Regions from separate parts of the Xenopus laevis genome. Here region 2 is linked to region 1. A link is a contact called in public Hi-C data. All regions are on one chromosome and are shown on one strand. The core of a region is the stretch at or near the end of the contact, and the rest is flanking DNA. Distances in the headings are between cores, read along the strand shown.

Region 1 (3,986 bases), core at 534-3,033:
GTTATAACAGCTCAAATGATAGCAATAAATCTATTTTGATAAAGTTAAAAAAAACATTCTATACCTTCTTTAAGCAGCGTGCAGAGATATCCTACTGTTTGTACTGGTTTAGTTCTTATGTGGATGCTATTAATCTGGCACATGCATCTGCATATATACATAAACTGTGCCAAACGAATGGACGGCACTCCACTTGAAGAGGAAAAAAGTCTTTATTGCAAGCTAAAACAGGGATCAAAGGCCCTACGCGTTTCGGGATACAATCCCTTAATCATAGGCATTGCCTATGATTAAGGGATTGTATCCCGAAACGCGTAGGGCCTTTGATCCCTGTTTTAGCTTGCAATAAAGACTTTTTTCCTCTTCAAGTGGAGTGCCGTCCATTCCTTTGGCACAGTTTGAGTTAAGCGGTGGGGACGCTGCGGACTGAGCACCCCTGAAGAGGAGCTGGAGCTGCTATAGGAGGGGAGGCTGAGCGGTCTCCTAGGAGAGACAGAGGTGCATATATACATATACATATCTTAATATAGATGAATTGAGCATGTGGTTTCCTAGATTGTAAGCTTGTTTGCTTGTGTTGGCAGCTTATCTGCCTGTGTATGTGGCACTCTGACATATCTACCAGACTGGTATCTGGCCAAAACTCAGCATTGGAACTCCCTATCTTGGATCCTGCTAGAAGTGTCAGTGACACTGCACATGCTCAGTGCAGTAGTTGAGAAGCGAAGCTTAGGAGTTTTGCAAATGATCAAGCAGAAATTGAGTTCACCTTAGAAGCCGATGCTCAGGGGTGATTATTAAACTCTGATTCTAATTGTGCTGTTTCTGAGCTACCATGTACCACCTGACATTTATATTATATATATAAATATTTATATATTCAGTATATTGTGAGAAGGTCCCTAGACTCAGTTAGTGACAGTAGCACAGAGCATGTGCAGTGAATCAGCAGAAAAGAAGATGGGGAGCTACTGGGGTATCTTTGGAGACGCAGATCTTTACTGCTAAAGGGCTATGGTTGCCTTGGGCAGGCACAGAACCATCATCTGCAGCTTTTCCACCCTACTTATTTGTTTACATTTGGTTTAGTTGAAATTGTGCCATCAGCTAAACAGACACAGGTATGGGATCTGTTATCAGGAAACCCGTTATCCAGAAAGTTCCAAATTACTGAAAAGGCTGTCTCCCATAGACTTCATTATAATCAAATAATCCCAATTTCTTAAAATGATTTCCTTTTTCTCTGTAATAATATAACAGGACCTTGTACTTGATCCAAGATATAATTAATCCTTATTGGAAGCAAAACCAGCCTATTAGGTTTAGGTAAAAAGATCCAAATTACAGAAAGACCCGTTATCCAGAAAACCCCATTCTGGATAATAGGTTCCATACCTGTACCAGATTTTTTTTTATTTAAAACAAAACCAAAGGTCCACATTTAACAAAGTGCCACCTGCACTGTAGAGTTAGAATTGACTAAGCACGCAGTTTGCTTTGAAATAAATAAACCAATAATTTAGGCAATGGTCATTAACTTCGCTGCTCCCAACTGTCCTTTATCTTGTGAATCTATTATTAGTTGCCTACAGAGTTATATTAGCCTCACCAGATGGAAAAACTCCTGGAGTGAAGCAAAGAGGTGTGGGCCAAATATATAAAGACAAAACTATTCATGGGCAAACATTAAAGGGCAGCAGGAAATGGGAAATCAGGAAGGTTAATGTGATCCCCTCCCTGCTGGGGGGTCTCCAGTTGTTTTTCTGGTTTGGCACACCTTGAATATCTCTCAATGAGAGATGGGGAGCATCAAAGGAATGCAAGGTGGGCAAAGGTATTTATAGTCCAGGCTGTAGCAATGATTAAGCCTTTTGTTATTCATTCAGATTTTTGCATTTGTTTTATTTAATATGAAAGAATCCTGATGTCTAAATGGATATAGAGCTTTCTCCCGTACTATAATCTTGTCGTTTTGAGGCTGGGGGGCATTTTCTATGTGTCTAATGGGGACACATTTCTGAATTTTACAATCAGTTTGTACATGTCAAATACCCTTTTTCCATTTAAATGAACAAAGCGAAGGGGCAGCCATACTGTAAAAGGCATGTGTTTTTTTCATTTTTGTTGTCGATACATCGAACAATTCCAAATACTTACGGAACTTTTTTAATATATTCTCTGAAAAAAGCTAAATCTGTCTCCTATTCTAGTCTATTTGTATTATATAATTTAACAATAACACGAGAGAAGTAGAATTAAAAGCAAATAGCTAGCTAAAGAAATTTTAAACCACAATATTCTAGCTCCATAATGGTCACGAGCAATGATTGGTGAAAGTGGTTGACCAAACTAGTAAAGTAGGAGGATTACACAGAGTTTATTTTTATAGATTTAATGTCATCTGAAGTGCAAAGCAGTAGAGCAGAACTGAGTCAATTATAAATAGCATTAGGTGCACCCGAACGTTGTTTTTCTTCTAACTGCCAGAAAAATGCATCATCTTTAGGAAAGCTGAGTATAATTATAAACCATAATAAGACGGTACAGGGAGGCAAGGCAAGATTATTTAACATCTCAGCAGCTGACAAGCGACTCCTGAGGAGCTATAGTAAATATTGGGTAACAATGGGCTGACAGCTTGTCATTTTATTCAGAAGCAGGAAGGGTAAAGTGAAAAAGACTATTACTGTACTTACACAGTCTGGGCCTGGCTCACACTTATTTTTAACCTCATGGAAATGGTAAGAATAGAATGTTTCCGTTCAAGTGTTGAAATAGATATCAATATTATTGAAATGTTTTTGGGTATTACCGGTAATATAGATATTCACACACAGGTAAACACCATATATATATATATATATATATATATATATATATATATATATATATAGGTGACAATCAAGTTTCATTTTATTATTCATAAAAATGTATGCAAATGTAACATGTTGTAATCTTGTAATGTGTAAATAGTAACAATATAGACATGCCATACTCAGGTTTGTATTTTTCCCATTAGTACTAATGACAAATCCTGTTGTAATCCTTTGTAGGAAATTAGGGACAAAAAAATCTAAACAATATCATATCAACAGTTGTGGCATCACTGATGTATAGAAGGATTTCTAGACTTCTCTACCCCTCTATTTCTGATTTTTTAAAATAAAAAAGTCTGACCAAACTAAAATCCACGATGTGACCTTATTTATTATTAAAAAAAAGCTTGATATAATTGGACCGGGAGAAAACTCGATAAAGCTGGGCAAAAACCCAAATTGAATGATTTTTCAGAGGTTTTTCCCAAATTGTACAATTATCCTATTTGGAAGTTTCAGTGGTCTGCACTGGAATAACCCCAAAAATCCCCACTATTTCAGGGTAATTCCACTGCAGACCACAGAAACTTCCAAATAGTATAGGGACCTATCCCACTGACTTATAAACAACCTCGGCAGGTCTGAGATGGCGGATTTTCAGATTCTGACTTTTCACAGCCTCGGGGTATAATAAATCTCGAAAACATTTAGATTTTTCCCCACAAAAATTCGGATTTTATAGTAAAAAACTAGAATTTTTCGAGTTTTTAGCATTCTGACTTAACCCCCTAAATGTGTAGCCTTACAGAGCATTTGTTTTTAGATGGGGTCAGTGACCCCCATTGGAAAGCTGGAAAGAGTCAGAAGAAAAAGTCAAATAATTCAAAAACTATAATAAAAAAAACTAAACGTTAGCTTAAAGTTGAACCACCCCCTTTAATTATGTCTTGTGTGTATCACGCAGAAGAACTAAACATCATTTAATAATTAAAGAATAGCTACACTCCGATTAATTGCCTGTCCATGTTTTGTTTTTTTTTGGGACTGCTGAAATTGTTTCTGCACTTATTCACCTTATTCGCATTAGCACTTTCCATACAAGTTTGCTTTAGACTGTAAGAGGACGGAAAATAGGATCAGTGTTTGGTCATGCACATACAACAGAGATAT
Region 2 (3,986 bases), core at 445-2,944, 110 kb after region 1:
TTGTGCACCAGAATGGAGGCCCTGATGTCCATCCCCATGCCCTGGTTACACAATTACATGGTAAAGAGAACAGGGGTAATGTGAGGAGAGTGAGACAAATTGCTGGTTCCAGCGTATAAGTTCAAAAAGTGTATCGCTGTGAATTCCTAGGAGCCTGTGTCACACTCCCAAAAGGTATAAGATACTGTAATAAAGTTGGAATAAACAGCTTCAAAGCAGTATTTTCAAACTGCATGTGTTTCTTTTATTAGCAGTGCAAAACACTACATGTTTCGGGTACAACCCTTTTGAAAAATACTGCTTTGAAGCTGTTTATTCCAACTTTATTACAGTATGTAATGTGGGGAGAGCAGTGACATCAATTAGGTGCTGAATGGAAAGTGAAAGTAATTGTCTGCCCTGTTATTATTATTATTATATTTAGGCATAGAGGAGGGGCAGGCAATATTTGATTGAAAGTGGAGATTTTTAAATGAGTTTACAACAGCTATGAATACTTTAATAAAAAAAAAAGAATTTGGATTGCATGTTTAATTTGAAAAGGACTTTTATTATACAGCTTTTTATGTCTGTGTGACAGGTCTGCTTTAAAGTAGGGATGCACCAAATCTGCGATTCGGGATTCGGCCTTTTTTCTAAATCATATGCAAATTAGGGGTGGGGAGGGAAATCGCGTGACTTTTTGTCCCAAAACAAGGAAGGATATAAATTTTCCCCTTCGGATTCGGTTCAGCCGAATTCAAAATAGTGGATTCGTTGCATCCCTACTTTAAAGAGCTTTTTCTTTCAGCAACTTCAGCCGGTCAGGGCCGGATTTACGTAGTGGACACCCCTAGGCTACGTTCGTCGCCCCTGTCCCCTCCCCTTTATTTGTGCAAATTTTCATCATCTGGACCGGAGCAATGGGGATTGGCGCATGGGAATTTAAAAAATGATTGTATCTCCAGCGCATCCCCAGTGCTTTTGAACCAATGTGGGTGTGGTTGGGCAGCATGCTGCCCCCCCAAAAATCCTGCCACCCTAGGCCCAGGCCTAGGTGGCCTTAGGGTTGCCACCTTTTCTGGAAAAAAATACCGGCCTTCCTATAAATTATTCTTTTTTTCCTATTAATAACGTTGGGATCAACCATCATTTTTACCGGCCAGACCAGTAAAATACCGGCCAGGTGGCAACCCTAGGTGGCCTTTCCACAAATCTGGGCCTGCAGCCGGAACTTACTTGTAAAGGTCTGAAACAGTGTACAATAAGTGGCAAACCTAGCGTTCGCATTGCGTAACAAAACTTACAACTTGATCAAATTTATTTTACAGAGGTTTTTACAGTTTTTTCAGCAAATGTAGTTTTGCACGGCAGAATAGTATAGTATATAAAGGGAAAAGCATTGTTCCAGTTTATTTGCCAGACAACAGCAATTTCCATCCAGAAGCAGAAAAGTCTCATCATATGTACAGAAAGCTCCAGGCACAGAATTCACAGAATATATGAAGCTTATCATACTGAATATTGCTTCCCAAGTTACTAAGCACAGGAAGCATTTGCTTTGCATAATGATGATGATGATGATGATAATAATAATAATAATCAGCAGCTCTGTGTCATCGTTACAAATGGCTAATTTCCAGTGTCCAATTCATCTTGTTTACCAGGAGGGGGCAGCAGAGTACAGCCAGCTAATACTTTATTTAGGACAGGACTATCCCCCGCCCTCTATGTGGGCGTGGTCTCTGGGCAGACGGCTGCTCACTGGCAGAGAGGATGACACATGGTATAACATGCTGCTGGTGCAGCTGCTTCCGCCAGGAGTGAGCCTGCTGGCACTAGTGTGGCTGGTGCTGGATGTCGCTTTCCTTAGCGCTCTGCTCTTATACCTGCTACGAGGCTGTGACTGCGGGCGCTCCCTTTTGTGCAGCGTTTTCCATGATCTCATTCGCTATGGGAAGACTAAAGTCGGCCGGCAGCGCCCCGCATGGCTCCAGTGGTTTGATATCCCTAAGAGGTAAGTGGGATCCTGTCTGGTGAAGATGATCCGTTTCCTCATTAACCAAAGACTGACTCTGCTCTCAGTTGCTCTCCCTGTCCCAGCAGCAGCAGCAGTAGCTGAATGTACCCAATGCGCATGTGCGGAGAAGGTGCATACACTGGCTATGTTTTATTTCTCATCAGGTGCTTCTGGCATTTTTATTGCGTCTCTCTGATCTGGAATGGGTTTCTTCTGTGGATCCTCCATCGCTTACTCTTTCAGAGTGTTCCGGTTCCAGAATGGATACAGGTAGTTCTTCGCTTCCTCCGTGCTGGATCAGAACCACAGATCCTGGGTGAGTGATTCGTGTGGGACTGCTCTGACAACTCTGGTTCTTTCTTTATGGATATATACAGGCCCGGACTGGCTGTGGGTTATGGCAAATGCCAGACGGGCTGCTGCTGTAAATTGCCATAGGCAGTCACTATTAATTGGGTTGGTGGAGGGATGTTTGGGCCTCTTTGCACATAAAAAGCCAGGGCCTATTTTGATTCTCAGTCCAGACCTGGCTATATATACAACTTGAAGGGGCCTTTAGTCATGTTTTATTACCCACAATTAAGCATTCTGCCTGAGCTAGTGATGTGCGGGCCGGCCCGATACCTGCGGGTTCAGGCCGACCTCGCACTACTCTTCGCAGGTACGGGTTGAGCTCTTCTCCTGCTCTCCCCGCCCGCCGCCTTCAAATGCCAGCAAATGATTTCCGGGCTTTACAGCCACGCGCAGGCCCAGATTTGTGGAAAGGCCACCAAGACCCGGGCCTAGGGTGGCAGGATTTTTGGGGGCTGGCATGCTGCCCAACCACACCCACATCGGTTCAAGAACACTGGGGATGTGCTGGAGATTCAATCATTTCTTAAATTCCCAGTACTCCAATCCCCATTACTCCAGTCCCTATGATGATGAAAATTTGCACGAATAAAGGTGAGGGGGCAGGGAATATGGACGGCAGTGGGCCTAGGGGCGCCTTCTATGTAAATCCGGCCCTGGCCGCCCGCCTGCTCGCCCGCCCCTTTTATGATGTGATCGGCAGGGTGGGTTGGCGCGGGTCTGTAAAAGGAACCCGGAAGTCAGATGCGGGCTGAGGTAGGGCGGGATAGGGTCTGGTGCGGGTCGGGATAAACCCGGACCCACACATTACTAGCCCCAGCATAATTGTGCCGAGTGTAATTGTGCCCACCTCAGTCTGTTTTGCAGTAGATTTGTTCCAGCAGCTGCTTATGGGTGCAGTTCGTCTGAGAAAACAGGCTCATCAGCCAGCATGGGGGCATGCACTTCTATGCTATTTAATTATTTTTAAAATTAATACTGGCACTACCCAGTGAAATTAGCTGAATAAATAGGGCTTGTGCTGAAAAATGTTTTTGGCTTATGATTAATTAAGAAATGTCTATGTTTTCTAGAATACAAAGCCATTTTTTACTTTAGTACTTCCAGTGATCTTTAAAGGAGCAGATAAAGCTAATTACCAATCTACTTAGAAGCCCATGATCATGATCTTCTCAAAGACTGCTGCTTAGGTAAAGGGAGAGCTTTGTTTGTTTAAGGCTATGGACACACACAGAGCAATGGTTCTGATGCTTTCAGCATGTGTAGAGAAGCATGCAATCACACAAAACAGAATGGAAGTAAGAAAACACTGCTCTCGGCTTAAAAATAATACGTAGGCTGAGAACAGCAGAGCCAGCACTCTATGTGCCCATGGCTTAAAGGAACAGTAACGTCAAAAAATGAAAGTGTTTTAAAGTAATAAAAATATAATGCAGTGTTGCCCTGCACTGGTAAAACTGGTGTGTTTGCTTAAGAAACACTACTATAGTTTATATAAATAAGCTGCTGTGTAGCCATGGGGGCAGCCATTCAAACCAGAAAAGGCTCAGGTTACACAGCAGATAGCAAATAAGCTCTGTCTGTCTAATGGTGTTATCTGTTATCCATTAGTTATCCTGTGCCATATAGCCGTTTT

The links. Hi-C and Micro-C count contacts between places; a contact is called where the count stands out from the background.
Region 2: a Hi-C map of the XTC cell line shows a contact between it and region 1, with 5 times the contacts expected there. The contact joins the promoter of srd5a3.L here to the enhancer-like site in region 1. A contact is called at or near these places in 2 of 4 Hi-C or Micro-C datasets (the XTC cell line and animal cap).

Annotation. Positions count from the first base shown.
Region 1 is chr1L:42,017,803-42,021,788 of Xenopus_laevis_v10.1, forward strand. No RefSeq gene overlaps it. Among protein-coding and RNA genes, the nearest start is that of LOC108698463, 54 kb to the right of the region's middle. Within about 2 kb of position 1,784, at least 1 of the 7 cell types and tissues checked has an H3K27ac peak or open chromatin away from gene starts, as enhancers often do. A contact at or near this core is called in animal cap, where this site is marked.
Region 2 is chr1L:42,129,941-42,133,926 of Xenopus_laevis_v10.1, forward strand. It overlaps srd5a3.L (polyprenol reductase-like), which reads left to right and starts at 1,695. Exons shown (of 5, transcript XM_018229982.1): 1 at 1,695-1,996; 2 at 2,164-2,315. The coding sequence starts at 1,710.